Regions from separate parts of the Xenopus laevis genome. Here region 1 is linked to region 2. Evidence: chromatin contacts called from public Hi-C data. All regions are on one chromosome and are shown on one strand. Each heading gives the region's core, a stretch centred on a gene start, on an enhancer-like site or on the middle of the called end of the contact. The rest is flanking DNA. Distances are from core to core; before and after follow the strand shown.

Region 1 (5,535 bases), core at 1,191-3,690, 56 kb after region 2:
GTTCCTGCAGGACCCAGACACTATGCTAAAGGGGTCTCTGACATGAGGCTCTGGGAGTTGTAGTTGCACATGCACTGAAACAGCATTGTGTAAGCTCCTCCCACTTGATGGACGTGTTATCCGCCTTGACAGTGGAATTTGAGGTCCCCATTTGGTAAACCCTCTCTATGAGGTCTCTGACACTGTTGGTATCCTCTCAGCCAAGACCAGTGTAAACACTATTATTGCAGAATATCGTATTCTGATTTCTCATATAATGTCATTATTACCATCAGCTGGACACAAGGGATGCCAATGACTACCCCCTGCTTTATATAACAATAAAGTTTTTTAAAAATGCATTTGGTTTTGGTTTCTGTAATGTACTTTTTGAAATGCTAACCTAGTATCATATAAAACTGCACATATGTATGGGATCTGTTATCTGAAAAGCTCTGGGATCTAACTATGCTACTTCTGAACTCTGCTGCACAACTTCTTGAGCGTAATAAGAACATTGAAATCTGACAAACCAATGTGATCCTCGATCAGATTGGATTTTAAAAAATCTTGGCAATTTTCAGCCTGATATGGATTGGGGGAAGCCCTTCGGGGGGCTCCATACACTGCCTAAGCTTATATCGGCCTATGTATGGCCACCTTTAGACCAGCCTACAGCCAATAAGAACATTTAAATCTTCTCAGGGTTAGACCAATTTGCAACCAAATCTTCTCAGGGTTACACCAACCTGTAGCTAAAAAGAACATTGAAATCCTCTCAGGGTTAAGATGACCATACAGGGGTTGATCTGCCAAAACAAGTGGATGTTGCACAGATATGCTCTCCTTGAGTGGGCGATATCAGACTGATCCAATTCTGGCGCCCAATGATCAGATCAGAAGGCCAGAAATGCAGATGGTGGAATCAAGGAACAATGTGGTCCTCAATCCGACAGGAATTTTAAGCTTTTTTAATCATCATGTGTCTGATTTGTGGCCAGATATCGATCAGGGAAGCTCATCGGGGTCCCCATACACTAGCCAATAAGCTGCCAACGTTGTCTGTCTGCAACTTTTATCGGCCTGTGTATGCCCACCTTTAGACCAACCTGTTGCCAAATCTTCCCAGGGTTAGACCAACCTGCAGCCAATAAAAGCATTGGAATCTTTGCAGGGTAAAGATGGCCATACATACAGAGATCCGCTTGTTTGGCGAGGTCGCCAACTGAGCGGATCTTTCCCCAATATGTCCACCTTGAGGTGGATCACAATGTAGAGAATATGGACGGATCGAGGACCGAATTAACAAACCAATATGGTACTCTACCCGACTGGATTTTTAAAACTGCCTAATCGAAATCTGGCAGAATTTCAGCCAAATATCGACCAGGGAAGCCCATCGGAGGGCCCCATACACTGCCCAATAAGCTTCTGACTTAATCTGTCGGAAGCTTATATTGGCCCTTGTATAGGGACATTTAGACCAACTGCAGCCAAATATTTCCAGGGTTAAACCAACCTATAGCCAATAAAAGTATTGAAATGTTCGAACAAACCTGCAGCCAATAAGAACATTCAGTTCTTCCCAGGGTACATCTAACTTGTTTAAGATTAATAGTATCATACAACCCATTTACAAACAAAAATTACTTTTTGTGGGAAAAAACTGTTCTTCATTCTTGTGTGAGAGCAGTCAAAATATTTACCTGGCGAGAGACTTAAAGGAACTTTTTAGTATAAAAACTATGTAAATAGATAGGCTGTGCGAAATAAAAAATGTATCTAATATAGTTAGTTAGCCAAAAATGTAATGTATAAAGGCTGGAGTGACTGGATGTGTAACATAATAGCCAGAACACTACTTCCTGCTTTGCAGCTCTCTTGGTTTCCACTGATTGGTTACCAGGCAGTAACCAATCAGAGCCTTGAGGGGGGCCACATGGGTCATATCTGTTGCTTTTGAATCTGAGCTGTATGCTGAGGATCAATTGCAAACTCACTGAACAGTTATGTCCCATGTGGGCCCCCTTCAAGTTGCTGACTAACTGAGAGTAAGAGAGCTGCAAAGCAGGAAGTAGTGTTCTGGCTATTATGTTACACATCCAGTAACTCCAGCCTTTATACATTACATTTTTGGCTAACTAACTATATTAGATACATTTTTTTTTACTCTGCACAGCCTATCTATTTACCAAGTTTTTATTTTTACACTGAACAGAATGCACAAATACATGGCAGAATGATATGAGTTACTGTATCCTTGCAAATATCACTTGGTGTGAAAACATAATTCACAGTTAGCAGAATTTTGTGTTAATTAAAAATCGTACAAGTGCTTGGTTCATTTGTATTATAGCATATTGCTGCAGTTTCTCTATGGCCCCACCACACAATCAGCTTCTAGTTTATCTCTTCCCAGTAGCCAGGGGTGAAGTAGTTGCACTGTGCTGGGTGCAAGGTCCCATTGAAGGGGGAACCAGGTGGTCAGCTCCAGAAAAGAATCAATAACATTAGATTCACGTGGCTTTTGTACACAGCAGGTGGTACTTTAGTGCAAATAAAATAATTGAAAGGGGCTTTGGTTGCCCTTTCATCACACCTTGGGCCATTTGCTTCTCACTGGTGAGTGTATTGCCATTTGTTAAAAAGATTCATGAGACTGATCCTATTGGATCATAGACCTTTTTTTCCATTGGCCTGGGTGCAGGTTCTAAAGCACGAAGAGGCACACAATCACACCCCTAACGGTAATTACAAACAGGCCTATTCCACTCGTTTTGTCACAGCTTGGTGGCGAAAGAACATTCACAACTATCCCTATTTCATTCCTATGGAAATTGCCTGCACCCTTGGGTGCACTTGTGGATCAGGTGATTAGCACTTGAAAATGCCTAAGCCAGCAGACCCACGAGCAGGCCCGGACTGGCAATCTGTGGGTTCTGGCAATTGCCAGAGGGGCTGCTGTAAGATGCCATAGACAGTCACTATTTATTGGGCTGTTCAGGCCTCTGTGTACTTGAAATGCCAGGGCCTATAATGATTCCCAGTGCAGGACTACACACGGGTGCAGGCTGGGATCTTTTTGGAGTAAACTTAAATTTAAAAAAAAATTAAAAAAGATATTGGTAGTCCCCACCTGGTTAGGGCCCCTCCTTCATAAACAAAGTCTTGGCAATTAAAGCACAAAGGAGACACTAAGTAAATAATAAGGAGCCCTAAGCCAGTTGTTATTGCACATTCCTGGGCACAACTCAAGGGAGCTGCTTGTTCATATAAGCACTGACAAGACACGGGGCTGGCAAGGCTCCCTTGGATTGGTTAAAGGACACTTGAATTTAAGCACACAGGGGTATGGTATGCGGTCAGAAGAGGTGAATGCATGACCCCACCCAAGCCCCCCAAAATTACAGGTTGCATCTGTGACACCAATGCTTAAAGGAAAAGTAACATCAAAAGTAATTACACTTAAGTAATACAAATATAATGCAGAGTTGCCCTAATCTCTCCGAACTGCACTGGCACTCCAAACGTTTCTTTTTCTGAAGTCACCCGATGTTTCCATCTTGCGGCAACTTTGGGTGGCTTCGGAAAACAAAGCGAACCGATTGCCATCCCACCGGCGATTTACATTCTAGCGTGCGGGAGGCAGTTCAGACTTCGGAGAGACTGGTCGCCCGAAGAAGAGGAGATTTGTCGCTGGACGACTAATCTCCCCAAATCTGAGCGTGCGTCTCTGCCCTAAAACTGCTGCGTTCGCTTCAGAAACACTACTATTGTTTGTATAAATAAGCTGCTGTCTAGCCATGGGGGCAGCCATTCAAAGGAGAAAAGGCTCATGTTACACAGCAGATAAACTCTGTAGAACATAATGGTGTTATCTGTTATCCACTATTTAACCTGTGCCATAGAGACTTTTTTCAGTTTCCGCCATTGCTACACAGCAGCTTGTTTATATGAACTATAGTCATGTTTCTGAAGCAAACACACCTGCTGTACCAGTGCAGGGCAACACTACATGATATTTTCATTACTTTACAACACTTTCATTTGTTGGTGTTACTGGTCCTTTAAAGGGCATGTAAAGGCAAAAAAATAAAATCCCATTTTTACTTTCTTTACTTTAATGAAAAAGAAACCTATCTCCAATATACTTTAATTAAAAAATGTGTACCGTTTTTATAAGAAACCTGACTGTATGCAGTGAAATTCTCCCTTCATTTACTGCTGTGGATAGGAATTGTCAGATGGTCCCTAACTGCTGAGCAGGGAAACAATCATACTTATGAACAGCAGGGGGAGCCCCCGCCTTACTTCCCAGCCATGCAGAACTCAAGCAGCTTTGTTTATGATGATCCCTAAGCAGCCCAGACCACACTGAGTATGTGCACAGTCTTAGTCTTGCAAAGATGTTTAACAAAGTTATAAGATGGTGACCCACTGTAGCCAACTTTGAAAGCATAAATTATTTGTTTGATTAGGCTTGTGGTGCAGTAAGTTCATGTTTATATTTAGTATACAAAATACAGCATTTCTAGCCTTATTCTATTTTAGACTTTACATGCCCTTTAATTAATATTACCTACCCCACTGCGTAAAGGGTAAAGGGACAAATACACTTCAACCATCCCCTCTCCAGGTAATAATGTGTCCAATGGAGCTCACTGTATTTAGAGCTAAACACAGGACTGAACATTTGTCCCAATGGTTCCTTGGACATCAGGACCAGCACAAGAGGGAGGGAAGACTAAACAAGTGGTGATAACGGTGTATCAGTGCTGTGCCTGGGTCCATACTGTGTCCCCATAAGACCTGAGGATCATACCAGAAAAGGGCTGATAGAAAGACCATTTGCACATCAGATGACATCTGATATTAATCACTGATCAGACTATAAGGAAGAAACCAGGCAAAACGTTTCAAAGTCAATAGCAAAACTTTCCTAAAGAAGCCAAAGCCAGAAATAGTTAGCAGCCCCCGCGCACAGATGCAATTCTCACACCGCCAATGAAAGTGAGAATGTGAAATCTTGTGCTCGATAATTAAAGAGAAAAAAGGCAGTTGCTCCAAGAGAACAGAATGTTTATTTTATTATAAAAACAATATATTTAGATAAAGTATTTAGTGCTGGAGACTCTGTAAATTGAGTGATAATGAAGTACAGAAACATCTCACCATTGTCTAAACAAGGCTTTAGTGTTTCTCTCTGATGATCTCCCAGGCATTGGCTGTCGGCAGAAGCTGGCAGTTGCCGGGGGGGGGGGGCAAAGGTTGCTGATGGGCCACCTGGGTAACTTTAAAATTAAAGTTTCTTTACCAGAAATATGGCTCTTATAATACAGAGAATGCTATAACTACTACTACTGATGTGGCCCTTTTGCTTATAACAACCAATTGCAAATTTGATTTATTTTTTTAACCTGCTTTTGTCAATTGCCCCAGTGCAATTTAGCAGCAGTAATATTGAATTAGTCACACTGCGCTTAAAGGAGAAAGAAAGGCTTAATCAGAAAGGTCTATATAAATTCATCAGTAAACCCTCAAAGTCCTCAAAAGAAA
Region 2 (5,713 bases), core at 1,920-4,419:
AAACTGGGCAAACAATGTCTACAAGGTCAACGTATGGCGAAAAATGACTATTTTCAGCATTTATATGGCATATTTTTTCTGGCAACTGTGCTTCAGTGGCTGCGTCCAAAAAAACTGGGCAAACAATGCCTACAAGGTCAACGTATGGCAGTTGTTTAAAGAGAACAGTAGATTACTAGCCAGCAAAGCTACCTAAGCTAAAATGTCCCTCAAATCCCTGCAGACTTCTGTCCCTCCAATACAGAGCAGTATCAAGCAGATTACTAGCCAGCAAACTTACTATCATCTGTCCCTGAAATCACTAACAGCTCTCCCCCTACACTATCTCTTCCAAGCACACACAGGCAGATTTTTCAGATACATTTTTGCCCTTGATCCCCCTCTGGCATGCCACTGTCCAGGTCGTTGCACCCTTTAAACAACTTTAAAATCATTTTTCTGGCCAGAAATGTCTTTTCTAGATGTTAAAGTTCGCCTTCCCATTGAAGTCTATGGGGTTCGCGAACCGTTCGCGAACCGCTCGCGTTTTTGCGCAAGTTCGCGAATATGTTCGCGAACTTTTTTTCCGACGTTCGCTACATCCCTAGATACTACACAAACCATAGAAGATCAAATGAAAAGTTTTAAACTCCCACCACTCCACCCCCACAGAGATAATGGTTCTATCCTTTTCTCTATTAGGGGCCCATGAGAAGATCCATGCCTGTCACTTTTCTGGGAAGTTCCACTTAATAGATAGGAGCAAGAATAAACACAACTGACATATAGGAGTCTCTGGGGTCAATGCACTAATGAGCCAGACTTTCCTTATCCCTGGTTTACAGCTAAGGGTGCAGTCATTTTGTTCTAATGGAAAAAACTTTTCTTTTGCTTTATCACTGGATAATTTTATGAGTAAAATGTGTCTAAACATTCCTGATATGAGTTGTTGCACCACTTACTGGGGCATGGTAACATCTGTGCAAGAATGAGGTTCCAGTCATAGAGCTGCTGTACTGGGCATGGGATATATCAGCCTTATGTCAGTGATGATTTCAACAACCACATAACTCCACTATACCTGCTACCCACAGTCATAGTCCCTATTACCCCACTGTTACTATAGACACCATCTCTCCCTACTATACCTGCTATCCTACAGTTACACGCCCTTCCCAGAGACTATTATCCTACTGTTACTATAGGCACCATCTCTCCCTACTATACCTGCTATCCCACAGTCACACGCCCTTCCCAGAGACTATTATCCTACTGTTACTATAGACACCATCTCTCCCTACTATACCTGCTATCCCACAGTCAAACTCCATTCCCAGAGACTATTATCCACTGTTACTATAGGCACCATCTCTCCCTACTATACCTGCTATCCCACAGTCACACTCCCTTCCCAGAGACTATTATCCCACTGTTACTATAGGCACCATCTCTCCCTACTATACCTGCTATCCCACAGTCACACTCCCTTCCCAGAGACTATTATCCCACTGTTACTATAGGCACCATCTCTCCCTACTATACCTGCTATCCCACAGTCAAACTCCATTCCCAGAGACTATTATCCACTGTTACTATAGGCACCATCTCTCCCTACTATACCTGCTATCCCACAGTCACACTCCCTTCCCAGAGACTATTACCCCACTGTGACTATAGACACCATCTCTCCCTACTATACCTGCTATCCCACAGTCACACTCCCTTCCCAGAGACTATTACCCCACTGTTACTATAGGCACCATCTCTCCCTACTATACCTGCTATCCCACAGTCACACTCCCTTCCCAGAGACTATTACCCACTGTTACTATAGGCACCATCTCTCCCTACTATACCTGCTATCCCACAGTCACACTCCCTTCCCAGAGACTATTACCCACTGTTACTATAGGCACCATCTCTCCCTACTATACCTGCTATCCCACAGTCACACTCCCTTCCCAGAGACTATTATCCCACTGTTACTATAGGCACCATCTCTCCCTACTATACCTGCTATCCTACAGTCACACTCCCTTCCCAGAGACTATTATCATAGTGCTAATATAGGCAGATGTAACTCAAGTTTACCTTTCCAATGCTGACTTTAATTTCACTTGCAATGGGGATACAGGGTTGGTTATGGCTCTGTTTCCAGTTTATTGTACATATCACGGCACTGCTCTAAATCTTTATGAGGCTCTGTACATGGGGCCAGGGATAAGCAGCAATATCTCTGGCTTTTGTCTCGGGGGATAGGCTGATCTGTGCCTGAGAGAAATGGGAAAGACAATATGAACCTGTTACTCACAAACTCTGCCTGACACCCAAGGGATCACCCAACAACTGCCTGACACCCAAGGGATCACCCAACAACTGCCTGACACCCCAGGGATCACCCAACAACTGCCTGACACCCAAGGGATCACCCAACAACTGCCTGACGGCCAAGGGATCACGCAACAACTGCCTGACACCCAAGGGATCACCCAACAACTGCCTGACACCCAAGGGATCACCCAACAACTGCCTGACGGCCAAGGGATCACGCAACAACTGCCTGACACCCAAGGGATCACCCAACAACTGCCTGACACCCAAGGGATCACCCAACAACTGCCTGACACCCCAGGGATCACCCAACAACTGCCTGACGGCCAAGGGATCACCCAACAACTGCCTGACACCCAAGGGATCACCCAACAACTGCCTGACACTCAAGGGATCACCCAACAACTGCCTGACACCCAAGGGATCACCCAACAACTGCCTGACACTCAAGGGATCACCCAACAACTGCCTGACACCCAAGGGATCACCAAACAACTACCTGACACCCAAGGGATCACCCAACAACTGCCTGACACCCCAGGGATCACCCAACAACTGCCTGACACCCAAGGGATCACCCAACAACTGCCTGACACCCAAGGGATCACCCAACAACTGCCTGACACCCAAGGTATCACCCAACTGCCTGACACCCAAGAGACTTTTTAGGATATGAAAAAAAGGCAAGTTTATGGAAATTCTGAGCTGACTCCGTAAAACTTGCAAACAAAAGAGACCCCGCATTCTTTTCCCTCCAGTCCGCCAGTCACACATTGTTCCCATTAGCGTTCCCCCCCCACAGACTGCGCCCCCGCCTCCCTCTCATTTCCTTCAGGACCCTCACCTTCCCACTCCCTGAGTCACGTGACTAGTGAAGGACCAGCCCCCCACCGCTGCCAGACAGTGCGCTGAGCTGCCAGAAGGGAGTAAAAGAAACAGAAAGAGTTTGGGAACTCAGAGCCGAGCAATAACAGAGCACAACATCCCTGGCGTGATCAGCAGCAAGTGAGAAGAATCCCCCCTCTACAACTGAAAGTGGACTGATCTCCATCGCTCTTTGCGGGACACTAACCTACAGCGGGATATCTGGGTAAGAAGTGGGAGCAGGAAAGTTCTCTGTTGGGAGGGGAGTTAGAGATGGATCTGTTGTTTGTTCCTTTGTGGTTAAGCAGGGGACAGTAACTTAGTTTTACACTACCCTCTCCTTTTTGCCTAGTGATTAGACCCCAGCCTCTGCAGAACCTCTTCTGGAAGCAGAGCAGCATATCACTATTGTGGCTCTAGGTTTGTTTGGGGGGTAAAGCAGAATAATAAATGGCAGTTCTGTTTCTGCTGCTCTGTCCCAGTTTATTATTCTGCCCCCTATTTCTCATTCCACTCTCATCAGCCAAACTGCCCTGTTGCCCCTTGAAAGTAGAGAAATACTTTAGATCCATGTTGCAGACTGCACTGGTCACTCTCCAGCCATGCACCGAGAGACTCTAAATGATCACAATAATTAACCATTCAAACCGTGGGTTTTATATGGTGAGTCTGGTCTTCCAGAAATAAGGCTGTAACTAAGGGCAGATGTTCATATAGGGGGGGGGGGAGCAGACATTCTTATAAGGGTCAGATGATTTTATAGGGGACAGCTGACCCAACTCCTAAATATTGAGGGGCCCTGAAGCGTTTAGGTAGTATGCAGAAGGGTAGCAAAGAAACCCACTGTGCCTTGATGATATATATATATATTTTTTTTTTTTTCTGGGAAACTGCTGCAACACTTGGATAATTGATGTATTTAGTAAGGTAAGTTGGGGTCAGAAAGCCTTGCTATCAGGGCTGTGTAACATGTAGACTCCAGCAGCATCTAACATGTATCATCCACACGTTTAACCCCAGCCAGGGGAAACAAGTTGGATAGCCATATTATATTCATTTTTGGAGGTGAATAGAGACAGTTATGCCCTTCCACATTTCATGTTAGAAGAATGTCCCAAATAAATGCTTTGAACCAGGCCCGGACTGGCAATCTGTGGGTTCTGGCATATGCCAGAGGGGCTGCTGTAAGGTCCCATAGACAGTCACTATGTATTGGGCTGGTGGAGGACTATTTGGACCTCTGTGTACTTAGAATTAGGGATGTACCAAATCCACTATTTTGGAATCGGCCAAAATCCCAAATCCTTTGCGAAAGATTCAGCCGAATACCAAACTGAATCCAAATCCTAATTTGCATATGCATCAACCGGGCAGAAGGATTCGGCCAAATCCTGCTGAAAAACGCAGAATCCCGAACCGAAATCCTGGATTAGGTGCATCCCTACTTGGAATGCCAGGGCCTATCTTCACTCCCAGTCCAGTTTGAACATATGGTTCATAATCCCCCTAAAAAAAAAAAAGACTTCTGGTAGAGTCCTGCATTGGGTCAGGTACCCGCAGAATACCCACAAGGTGGTTGGATTTTGGGCAGAAATTTCTGAGTGCCTTATTGTGCAAGTAGTCAGTGGGTAACCCATCTGGGTACCCAGCTATGTTGCAGGCCTGGTCCCTCGTACCCTCTCCTGAGTTTGTGGTAAGATCTCTTTCCTTACCTAGTGGAATAGGGTCCCGTGTGATGCCACATCCGGTTAAAAAGTGACTTTGCTTCCAGTTTTCTCGGGCACTGGGTCAGGGGGTAAGCAAGCTGTTTGCCAGTTTGGTCGGGTAGTGGGTCTGGGTGGGCGGGGCATAGAGGGTAGTGGGTCGGCTTGCAGCCAGTGTCGGACTGGCCCACCAGGATACCGGATAAACTCCCGGGGGGCCCAGGTATCAGTGGCCCCTCATGCTGCTAAACATTTTGGCCTTTTTCATGGCCATTCTTTATTTCTATGAGAACAAAGAGGCTAAATAGATAGAATAATAGATTATAGGAGAGGAAGAATAATAGTACTGAGAGTGGGCCCCTGGTCTAAGGTTTTTGGGTGGGCCCCTGGTGTCCCATTCCAACACTGTGCAGGTCTGCGGGTCCGGGTCGGGCACGGGTCTGTCTGATTGGACCCGTGCAGGACTCTAACTTCTGGTACCCACCCTTGAATAAAACCTCCTGTCTAAATTTGTCCATTTCATTTGGGTTGTTTAGTGACCCTTTGTCTGTCTTTACTATTTCTATGTGTGTGTAGTCTCTCAGTCCTTGTGGCTTTGTGTAACGTTACATGAATTGGGGATACTTTTTGCATGGAAAGTTTTTTTCCTAGCGTGATTGTCTCTGCCAGTGGCAGTGTTTTCCTGGGATGTCACTGTCTATTTCCATGGCAGATTTGCTGTACTGCGCAGCCAGAATCAGATGCACTGTGTACTCATGTGAGTTTTGGCTCCGTCTACAGTCATTTTGGGAATGAAGACTTGGCAGTAGCAGTAATGTTTGGTAGGAATGAAGGTC

The links. A called contact is a pair of places that touch in the nucleus more often than the background predicts.
Region 1: a contact with region 2 is called in a Hi-C map of the XL177 cell line, with 4 times the contacts expected there. The contact joins the enhancer-like site here to the promoter of tspan4.S in region 2. A contact is called at or near these places in 2 of 4 Hi-C or Micro-C datasets (the XL177 cell line and the XTC cell line).

Annotation. Positions count from the first base shown.
Region 1 is chr7S:97,297,416-97,302,950 of Xenopus_laevis_v10.1, forward strand. No RefSeq gene overlaps it. Among protein-coding and RNA genes, the nearest start is that of LOC108697784, 51 kb to the right of the region's middle. Within about 2 kb of position 2,441, at least 1 of the 7 cell types and tissues checked has an H3K27ac peak or open chromatin away from gene starts, as enhancers often do.
Region 2 is chr7S:97,240,327-97,246,039 of Xenopus_laevis_v10.1, forward strand. tspan4.S (tetraspanin-4) reads left to right here and starts at 3,170. Exons shown (of 8, transcript XM_018226986.2): 1 at 3,170-3,400.